Linked DNA regions of Hordeum vulgare: region 2 is linked to region 1. A link is a contact called in public Hi-C data. All regions are on one chromosome and are shown on one strand. The core of a region is the stretch at or near the end of the contact, and the rest is flanking DNA. Distances in the headings are between cores, read along the strand shown. Region 1 has its middle 250 kb from the start of LOC123402403. Region 2 has its middle 100 kb from the start of LOC123402403.

Region 1 (5,449 bases), core at 1,743-4,242:
GATGATCATGCAATTAAGAATCATAATAATCAGAGGTGACTCAAATACTTTTTATGAATAATCTGAACATAAACCCACCATTCATCGGATTCCAACAGACGCACCATACAAAAGTATTACATCAGATGGATCAAAACGGAGATGCGATGATCATTGTATTGAAGATCAGAGAGAAAGAGAGAGAGACATCTAGGTAGTAACTATGGACCCGTAGGTCTGTGGTGAACTATCCCACATCATCATGAGGGCAACAAGGTTGATGACGAGGCCCTCCGTGATCCATCCCCTCTGGCACGGTGCTGGAACGGAGCTCCAGATAAGATCGTCACAAAACAGAGACTTGTGATGGTGAAAAAAGTGTTTCGCGATCTTCTTGAGGGTTTTTGGAATCTATGTGAATTTATAGGCCAAAGAACGAAGGTAGGAGGGCCACCATGAAGGGGCAAGACAACAGGGCACGCCGACCCCCCTAGCCTCCGGTCTTCTCCCGAGGCTTCCAGGTCTTCTTTTGGTCCACAAAAAATCATAAAAACGTTTTGGGGAAGTTATACTTTGTTTGGTACTATAAATCTGAAAAGTAAAAAAACACGCAAGAAACAACAACTGGCACTAGGCACCAGGTTAATATTTTAGTGCTCAAAAATAATATAAATTGGTAAATTATTACTCAAAAACTATCCTAGAATAATAGTATAATAGCATGAAACAATCAAAAAATTATCCTGGAATGATAGTATAATATCACTAGGCATTGGGTAGATGTTGATTCACGTCTAAGCCGACGGTACTAATTCCATTTGTTATGATGGAACCAGAAAATTATCCTAGAATGATAGTATAATATCACTAGGCATTGGTCGATGTTGATTCACGTCTAAGCCGACGGTACTAATTCCATTTGTTATGATGGAACCAGACGATCCCAATTCCAAGTTCCCGCTATTATGAAACGAGATCCCGCTAAATGAATCAAGCAGAAAATAATTACCTATTATTCTTCTATTTACATTTAGAAAGAAGGACCCACCAACATTTACTGTGACACCGAGACTTGTCGCAGAAAATGAACATGCCTAATGACGGCCCAATACGTCGCCAAAAATCAGCTTGAAACATCGCCAAAGTTATCGAGGGCGCTCCCTCGGGGTAAAAACCTCGTGACGGTGGACCATCACTGGAAATGAACTTTGACGATGTTTCATGTTTCGTCACTAGTATTTTTGTCACTGAATAAAGCATATTTTGTAGTGCAAGTACTTGCAACATTCGATGCGGCAAAACAAAGGACGATTGAGACACTAAGAATTTGTAAATTGTCCCTCAGTACCACCATACTTCCTATGGTTAGACAAAATCTAGGGTCTCGAGGAAAAAAGACATGATACTACAAGGATCCTATCTAGATCGAGGTAATTATCACCCCTTATAGAATCACAAATGATCGTACAAGAAAAGACGTACAAATGGAAAGAAGAAACCAAATAGGTGCATAATGGTTGACAAAAATACTACGATGTTGACGATTACCATGAGGCGGCATACATTTTAACATGACACTCATGTCCACAACATAGATACCTCCACTTGATGTGTCATTTCCACACTAACACGTGAGTATTTGCTACTAGTTGGAAGGTTATGTGAAATAAACAGGCGTTTTTCCTCACGAGAAATGTCTCATTGCCTTAGAAATCAGAAGGATAATATGGATTTTTTAACTCCAAAATTGCTTTATAGCAAGAAAATAAGTTGAATCAAACCTTTGGGCAAATCTTTGTACCATTTGACAAAAATAAAGATTTTCCTTTCAAGGTGATGACCACTAATTGCTATTTTAGTGCGACAGGCATCATTGTTTTCCTAATATGGTAGAGTCGATGGGATATAATCCATTTGTTTCGTACTCGCTTTCTTGCCCCCAAGATATATTGTGCGTTGTCATCTTTACATAAGAACAAGCGTTGTCAATATTGGTTCATTTGAGGCACCTAGTTCCGTTTATGTGATTAGTTTTTTTTCTCGATACATTAGCCAACATTTTCCCAACTTACAAAACCATAATGATAAGAATAAAAGACGCGTGGCCACTGAATAAGACCCAATATGATTTTTGGGCCAAAATTCCACGTAACAACAATAGAAATGAGTGCTGCCGCCGGCCCTTCACTCACTTACAAACCCTAACCCTATAAGAGAACATATGTCAACCCTTGGATCCAATCCAACGGTTCTCATTATCTACACCCTCATATATATACCTTCTCTATCTCTAATCCTAGACTCCAAACCGATGGACCGCCGCCACCCACATCTTCTTCTAGTTGAAAACCTAGCCTACAATTCACTCGTCGTGCTCACCTCGATGCTAGCAACAATACCATACCACTCAAGTGAGCCTCCTCTCCGATATTGCCGTCACATCTTCTTTCATGACTCGTCAATTTCCCTCCCATTGATCGGATCTGGTGCCAAACTCTTTGGAGAAGTTGGCATACCCCTTACGGAGTCCCTTTAAAATTGTCGATATGTTGGGCTCTAGCGAACCCTAAAGATCCGTCGATGCGTTGACGTTCACGGTTCTATCAAATCAGCAGAGGTACCCACGAAATCCCCTTTCCATTTGTGACAATGAACAACCCATTTCATTTGTTTTATTTGCTATAATTCCAACACGGGTGGTGACCCGATATCAAATCAAATCCGAAACAAGCGATTTCAAAAAGGAAAGGAAACCCTTGATGCGGAAAGAACCAGTCCATTTCACCACCATGACAAAGAAGGAATTTAGAAAGACAAGGAACAGAGCAAATATACACACACCACCATCAAATCCTTGTGTGGTAGTGATAGTAGTAGTAGAAAAGGAAAAAAAATCCCCTTTCTCCAAGAGCCGCAGGGGAGTGATCGGACGAGGCATGCCGCTGCGCCGCGCCGAGGAGAGGAGAGGAGCGGCGCACATGCCTGTGCTGCGGGCGCGGGCCCACCTACCCCGCCCTAATATGCTCGCCCGAATCCCCACCTCCCCCAGCCCAGCTATAAAGCCCGCGCCCCTCCTCCTCTCCCCTTCCACGCAGCGACCAGTCGCCGTAGGTAGCACGCCCCCCCACCCCACCCGCAAAGTCCACCGCCGGCCCGCCGGATCGGGATCGGTCGACCGATCGTCTCCTCCTCCGCGCCCGTCCGTCGCCGCCGCCTCGGGCTCGCTTGGTGCAGATCGGGACCCTCCGCCCGCCCCGAAGGGCCGGATCCCGCCTTGCACCAAGTGAATCGGAGCCGGCGCAGCGACCACCGCCACCGCTTTCGCTCCCTCCCCGCGCCCGCCCGAATTGGTCGGTGCTCTGGCGCCTGCCTGGTTCGATCGGTCGGAGGCTGGTGGCTGATTGCTGCTACTCGCTGCCGATTTCTATGCGCGATCCCGTTTTTTTGCTCGAGGCGTCCTGATGTTTGCCTGGATTAGGAAATTCGCTAGATCCAGATCCGGCGCCCAGCTTTAATTGTTGTTGCTTGTGCGATCTAACGGAATTCGGCGATGTGCCTGACCGATCTAATCCTCTCTTTTTGTGTGTGTCAGGATTCGTTCCAGGTTGTAGTGCAAGTTGAGCCGACCCAAATCGAAGGATTCGTTCCAGGTTGCGGTGCAAATTGAGCCCCCCAAAATAATTGTGCTGTATGGGATGCTACGAGATGGTTCGAATAATCTAGCCATGACGCGAATTTCGATTTGGATCGTGGGGCGGGTCTCGTGCACATGTAAATAGTAGATTCAGTATTTGGCCTGATACCCTGATTGAAGTGTGCACAACATTTATTGATGTAGATGGATGCTGCTATCATTTTACTACATGTAGTAGGGGGGCTAGCAGCTCTCTGCTCTGCAGATAGATACTGGGAATTGTGGACGACTTCTTCTGGGAGGATACATGGGCTGCATGTGTCTCCATATGCTTTATTTAGCACATTTGCTGTACTCTGCTCTGAATTGCCTTCAGGACAGATTCTAATTCCAGATATTTGAAACATGTAATGTGTAGAGCCCTGTTCTTTTCTTTGGCAGAATTTCAGCCTTTTGATTCCAGACCTATCATATTCGTTGAAGAGCTTATGACCTGTAAGGTGCAATGATGAAGTGAATGGGCACAAGTATCAAAGTGTACATAGGGATAGGAGTGTAGGGAGCTCTTTTTTGTATGCTTCTTTTGACCACTACACTGCACAGGATGTAGCGGGCTAATCTCGATCCTATCTGTGATCCAATTTTTCTTTTTGAAATTGTGCCAGGTTTGTGCTCTTCTGTTGCTTCCTGGATATTTCGATAGTTGTGTTGTACCATGTGGTTGTATCAGAATGAACTTGCAACCTGGTTTTGTGCAAACAGTTGACTGTAGCAAAACAGACAAGTGAGTTTGTAACAGTAAACTGGTCGAATCCAAAGTGACTCTTCCGTTGTATGCAACTTCAGATTAGATGTTCATAATCATTTCCTGGCTCGTCAACAGTATTTCCTCTGTGGGTTGAATTGACAGTGTGCATCTGATTGTTGGGACGTGAGTCTTCCTGAATGGCCGTCATATTTTCTGAATAGCGATTGATTATGACATGTGCTGTTGATATGAATAGTGAATCTAGTGATATGAACCATTGTTAAGCAAATAATTGCCTATTTTTAGTTGGAATCTTTCACCATTCAATGAGCTAGTTTTGTACTAGGTGACTCCTTTTGCCCCATAAACCAGGGCGGATTTAACGGGACAATTGTTTGTTTTGACCTTTTGGCCTAACAAAATTCAAAATTGATCTTACTTTTAATAAAATTCCGAATCTGACCTACCCGCGTCTGGTACCGACTTGCATGTTCAACTGATCTGTTAAGTCTCTGACGCGTCAAAGGGTTGACGCCAAGGACCCTATGTGCCTTTGATGTTTGGTACTAGATGCCAGAGTCCCGACGTCTCGCTAAGGTCCTTGATGTTTGGTACTAGACGCTAGAGTCCCGGCGTCTCGCTCGCCCTTTGACACATCGAAGACTCAACGGATCAGCCGGTCATGCAAGCCCGTACCACATGCAAACCAGACGTCAGAGGTGTTGGCGTCAGCAAAAGAGACCAGACTCAATAATAATAATTAAAAGTGACGTTGATTTCAGAATTTGTTAGCATAAAATGTCAAAACCAAAAAACTTGTCCGATTTAACCAACCTTTGCTGTCATCTACAATGACTTAGGCCCTGTTTGGAACCATAATAGATTATGATAATCTGGATTATGAAGATAAATTATATAATCTGGTTTATAAAAATAATTTAGGTGAACATGTTTGGAGGCCTATCTACCCTCTGTTTTTTTAAAAGAGGAGGGTAGCGGTGGTAGAAATGTTATTATCTCCAACTTTACAAGGGTAATGGGTCATTAGCAATCCATAATCTGATTTTAGCTAGTATAGAGTAGATTAT
Region 2 (6,029 bases), core at 930-3,429, 150 kb after region 1:
ACACATTACATGTGGGGAGCCTCTCACTTAGACGCCACACTGCTGGGGGTGGGGTCGGCCCGCCACGGGGCGCCAACGTGGCCAGGGTGTGACGCATTTGCCTAAGGCGTCACATAGTGTAGTGTGGTGTGTGGTTGTGAGGCGTCACACAAAAGGATCAGCTGAGTAAAAAAATTGAACGCAGTCGAGTTTGTGAATTTGTTTCGTCCACATGTCAATTTTGTCAATTTTACCCGGTGGCATGAGGGAGGGCCGGTCTGGGCGGGGCTTTTGACCCATGTTCCATCACTTGTAATACAAGTGGGACGTGGTATCGGAGGTGACGAGCGATGTGAATATTTTGTACAAGCAATACATCAACGAGAAGAATTTTATTATCACCGAGCAAGTAAACATTGACATTACATATCCCTAACCCCATCACAACCCTCAATCTTACATACAAAGAACCCTAATCCTAACATACAAACAAGTGCAACAAAAACATCCACATCCGAAAATTTACGAAGAACCAGGGTTTGCTCAAATTTGCAAAAAAGTGAGCAAATGAGATATATTTTTTTGGATGAGAGGGAGGTATCAAGGGAGATTACCTTAAGGGAGGGATTGAGTTCCAAATCCCTCGACCAAACCTTCATATCTGCAAGATTTAGGGAGGGATTTGAGAAAGGGGGAGAGGGGAACTCGAGGGGGGCCTCTCTGTGTGTTCTGGTTGGTGGAAGTGAATGCGGAGGTTGTGGAGGAGCCCGACCCGCGGGTCTCATAAGTGCCAGTGTGGCATCTAAGGCCTCAGCATCACACATTACATGTGTGGCGCCTTTCACTTAGACGCCACACTTCTGGGGGATGGGGTCGTCCCGCCACGGGGCACCAGCATGGCCGGGTTGTGAAGCCTTTTTCTAAGGCGTCACACAGTGTAGTGTGGCGCCTGGCTGTCGGGCATCACACAAAAGGGTCAGCTGAGTTAAAAAATTGAACGCGGTCCAGTTTGTGAATTTGTTTTGTCCACATGTCAATTTTGTCAATTTTACCCGGTGGCGTGAGGGCGGGCCGGCCTGGGCGGGGCTTTTGACCCATGTTCCATCACCTGTAATACAAGTGGGACGTGGTATCGGAGGTGACGAGCGATGTGAGTATTTTGTACAAGCAATACACCAACGAGAAGAATTTGCTTATCGCCGAGCAGGTAAACATTGACATTACATATCCCTAACCCTAACACAACCCTCAATCTTACATACAAAGAACCCTAATCCTAACATACAAACAAGTGCAACAAAAACATCCACATCCAAAAATTCATGAAGAACGAGGGTTTGCTTAAATTTACAAAAAAGTTGAGCAAATGAGATTTTTTTTGGATGAGAGGGGGGATGAGGGGAGATTACCTGAAGGGATGGATTGAGTTCCAAATCCCTCGACCAAGCCTTCAGATCTGCAAGATTTGGGGAGGGATTTGAGAAAGGGAGAGAGGGGGACTCGAGGGGGACCTCTCTATGTGTTCTGGTTGATGGAGGTGAATGGAGTGGGGGTGGGGAAAGCCGGCACGCGGGTCTCATAAGTGCCAGCATGGCGTCTAAGGCCTCAACGTCACACATTACATGTGTGGCGCCTTTCACTTAGACGCCACACTGCTGGGGTGGGGTCGGCCGCCACAAGGCGCGAGCATGGTCAGGGTGTGACGTCTTTACCTAAGGCGTCACACACTGTAGTGTGGTGTCTGACTGTCGGGCGTCACAGACAAAGATCAGCCGAGTAAAAAAATTAAACACAATCTAGTTTATGAATTTGTTTTGTCCACATGTCAATTCTACCGGGTGGCGTGAGGAGGGTCCGGCCCGGGCCGGGCTTTTGACCCATGTTACATCACCTGCTTCATTCAAAAAGTTGAAAACCCCAGCACATGTTTGGTGAAACTTCAGCCTCTCGCGGGCTGCTGATCCGTTCGAACTCAGGCGTGCCTCGAATTCACCGGTGAACAGTAGCACAGTACAGGAGCGGAAATGAAAGCCGCCGATCCGTATGGGACCAGGAACGCTAGACGGTGCTCGAGCGAACTTGAGTGATCTGTCGGGACGGCACACATGGTGGGACTGGGCCCAGTCGAGCCCAGGCCCCTGCCCCTGCCCGTCCGGCTCCAGGTCCAGGCGCCCTCCGCAGGCAGAAGCAGACCGACCACAGGGTGAGCACGTGAGAAAAGGCATGAGATGCTCGCTCGGCCGGCCATGGTCCCCTCCCCTCCCCTCCCCTCCGACGCTGTTAAATTCTCTGCCGATTTGGAGGGATCCCCTGCGGGATGTTTGCTGGTGGATTTATCTCTCTCTCTCTCTTTTTTTCTTTTCTTTTTTGAGGGAATTTATCTCTCTCTCGGGGGATTCAATGCGCGGCTCGGCTCGACGGCCCAGGGCCCTGAGCTTGGATGGTTAAGTTAGTCTGGTCAAATCTGACGATTCAAACAACATTTTGGTTTAGACGCTCACATACACGTATTGATGCGTGTGTACTTGACCCTACCAACGCTACACGCCCACATCGTACCTCTATAAGCATTTTAAAATAGTAAGTCGCTATGATATTTTGAAGTTGATAAAGTCGTAGTAAACGTTTTCCTAGTCATCGTTAAAATAAATCCGGAAAAATGTAGCCATCGATGCAAATTTAGGACTTCAACTCTTGTGAGCTACACTCAATACACAACAACAATTTTGTTTCAAAACAAAACAAACATTGTTACTCACTTCATTCGTTTATACGAGGTCACTTCATGTTTTTATATCTAACTTTGGCCATTAATTTTATCAATAAAAATGAGTTATATGCCATAAAAAGTATGTCATTGGATGAACACTTCAAATAACTTATCGATAATATATTTTTATGGCATATACTCCATATTTTGCTGACAAAAATTATAAGTCAAAGTTTGACATGAAAAACAAAGTGTCCTTGTATAAGAGAATGAGGGGAGTATCTACCTTTGCATAACACCACATATTTCATAAAGCAATGACATTTATTATTCTTTTCACGGTCCACCTGTAATTTCGCTTTGAAGTGCAACCACGCCTTCTACACTTTTTTCTTTGAGAAATAAAAGGGGCCCAAGCCGTCTGCACATGGGTCAGAGTTAATACAATGGGCCTCACACAGACCGGGCCGAAACGTCAAGAGGAGATGTGGACGGAAAATTATATATGCCGAAAATCCTATTTAAAGCTTATTGCATCAAAATATCGGACTTTCGCACAGGCCATCTCTTGAAGCGAGTGAATTGGGCCAGCCCACTCAGGCAGCCGGTTTTGGGAACATTATAGACTTTCTTAGCCGGGTTTTTTCGGTTTTGGAAAGTTTCAAGAAGATTCCTTGAACCGGTTTTTTATTATTATTATTTATTATTTTTGTTTCTTTTTTTCCTGTTTCTGTTTCAAAAAAGTTCTGAATTTGCAAAAAATGTTCAGGAATTTGAAAAAGTGTACCAGAATTTGCAAAAATGTTCTGGAATTTGAAAAATGTTCTGAAATTTAAAAAATATTCCAGAATTTGAAAAAATGTTCTGGAACTTGATAAAATGTTCCAAAATTTTGAATAAATGTTCTGGAATTTGAAGAAATGTTCCGGAATTTTTGTCAAAATGTTTCGGATTTGTGGAAAAATTGTTCCGGAATTTATAAAAATATTCCAGAATTTGGAAAAAATATCAAAACAACTATTAAATTTTTTTGAAACAAAAAAGTAAGTTGGACCGGCCCAGTTGGGGGAGATCCAAAGATGGGCTGGCCCTGTCGGGGGCGCCACCCCTGTGCGGCGCGCGACTCCTTGCCACAATGCGCGGCGAGTAGGAGGTCATATATGCCATCTACGTCAAGTGGGCACTGCTATTCCGCAGTTCTAGCAACACCGAGGAAACCCTCGCCTGAAGGAGGAGTAAGATGACCCTGTCCAGATGCATGGGAGGCCACAACCTCGTTTTCTGCTTTGTACTTTTTCATCTTTTTTATTTGCTGCTTTTCAGTTTTGTTTATGTTTCCAAATATAAAAAATAAATATAATAAATTTAGGAGCAAAATATATTCTACATAGTCTTGTATAAGCGAAATATAGCTCTTGTGACGTCAAGTAGTCGGCGCGTCACACAAACTTGACCAAGCCGGTCGGTCCATTTTATGCTAGGAGAGTTGGACGTTGCTTCCGGTACTGCAAACCTTCTCGAAAGTTTAGTTCTGTTTTTCTTCTTTTTCCTTCTGTCTTAACAGTTTTCTTTTTATTTGTTTCATTTTCGTAATTGTTTTTGTGATAAATATGTTTGGTAATTTTAAGTACTGTTTAAAAAAAATCAAATAACCATTTCCATGTCCAAACTTTATTCAGATAAAATATGTTTGCACATTGAAAAATCTTCAGGAATTTTCGAAAAATATTTATTTTCAAATATTGTTTGGAATTTAATAAAATGTCCCCCTTTTAAAATTTTGTTCACAAATTCAATTTCATCTCAAAAAAATTTTGTGAGTTTTCAAAAATATTTTTCCTTATTAATAATTGTCTATAATTTCAAAAATGTTCCTGCATTCATAATTTTATAAAAAAATTGAGAATACTTATTCTATTTAAAAAAATAAAAATTTATAAAATGTTCCAGTTTTCTGGAAATGATCTCGTTTTAAACAATGTGTGAAGAAATATTAAAAAACTTTTGCATTTCCATAATTCTTTTCACTTGTTACAAAACAGTTCGTAAATTTAAAAATATCTTCATATGAAAAAGTCATACTCAGGGAAAAACATAATGAAAATAAATTTAAAAACCATCCACTACAGTGCACCAGTGGGCAGGCATAGTCGGGCGCTCCCCTGTGCCGGAGGCTGGCAATTCGATGCTTAATGCTAGAGGTTCTATAGGATGCATGCAAACGGCAAACACCCTCGCCTTCGCATAGGTGCGACTCGAACGGGTCGGCTGGCTTGGGATGTAGTAACAATCAACACACTATTGCAAGCTGACACTGTTAGGGCCAATACACTATATGAAAGTAGACACTGTGGTGAAGATGTACAGTCCCCAACCAGCTTTTTGGTTGGTTATTTTGTAACAATTTCTAAAAATGTGAATATTTTTTGAGATGTTGAACATCTTTTGAAGATTTTCAGAAAAGTGTTCAATATGTGTTTGAACAAGTTCAATGTATAATAGACAAACCTTCACGTGGAAAAAGTTTACTGTATATTAAATAAGTATTCAACGTGTTTTCAAAAAATGCTCACAGTATAATTTAAAAAGTTCATCAGATATTCAAACTTGTTCAATATATACAACAGAAATGTTCATCGTATATTAAAAAGGTGTTCATCGTACACACCAAAAAAAGTTCACCATATATTCGGAAAAGGATCACCTTATATTACAAAAAGTACGAAAAATATATGGAAAAATAAATTGAAAAAGGCAAAATATAAAAAGAGAAAAAGAATATTTAAACACCCAAAAATACCAACAAACCCTATCACTCACCTTGCTCCACGATGGCCAAGGCCTAAGCATGGAGACACAACCCTTTCTTAGCCATAGAAATTGACTGATAGTGAACTGTGTGTGGATATAGAACAAATGGATTATTTTTCCTAAAATAAAAGATCCTCTGCTACTTGCCCACCCAAGTACAATATTTACGTCACTATCCACCATTCACATGATCTATAAAGAGCGAGGGTTTGCCAGTGAGGAGATGAATAGCTTAGTTCATACTTTTCACTTCCATGCCTTGGAATTATCCAGTATCATTGAGTGTATTATTTGTTGCATCTTTGCACAATTGAGGTTTTTGATAGACATAGGTATTGGAGGCATTTGGAACTACCGACGGATAGCCAAAATTACAGCCTGCATTGATGTTCTTCCTCATTCTACTTGGCCACTTCAAGGCTCTACCATCCCTCGTCCACTCATGCCTTGTCATCCTATAGAACATCCTAACCCAAGAAAACGAACAATCTTAATTTTTCTGGCTTTGCTCAGGTGAAATAGCGGTTGG

The links. Hi-C and Micro-C count contacts between places; a contact is called where the count stands out from the background.
Region 2: a Hi-C map of leaf shows a contact between it and region 1, with 4 times the contacts expected there. The contact joins two enhancer-like sites. A contact is called at or near these places in 1 of 6 Hi-C or Micro-C datasets (leaf) and 1 of 1 datasets of contacts at active chromatin or transcription factors (embryo).

What each region holds. Positions count from the first base shown.
Region 1 is chr6H:34,270,774-34,276,222 of MorexV3_pseudomolecules_assembly, forward strand. No RefSeq gene overlaps it. Among protein-coding and RNA genes, the nearest start is that of LOC123402403, 250 kb to the right of the region's middle. Within about 2 kb of position 2,993, at least 3 of the 3 cell types and tissues checked have open chromatin away from gene starts, as enhancers often do. A contact at or near this core is called in leaf, where this site is marked.
Region 2 is chr6H:34,416,787-34,422,815 of MorexV3_pseudomolecules_assembly, forward strand. No RefSeq gene overlaps it. Among protein-coding and RNA genes, the nearest start is that of LOC123402403, 100 kb to the right of the region's middle. Within about 2 kb of position 2,180, at least 3 of the 3 cell types and tissues checked have open chromatin away from gene starts, as enhancers often do. A contact at or near this core is called in leaf, where this site is marked.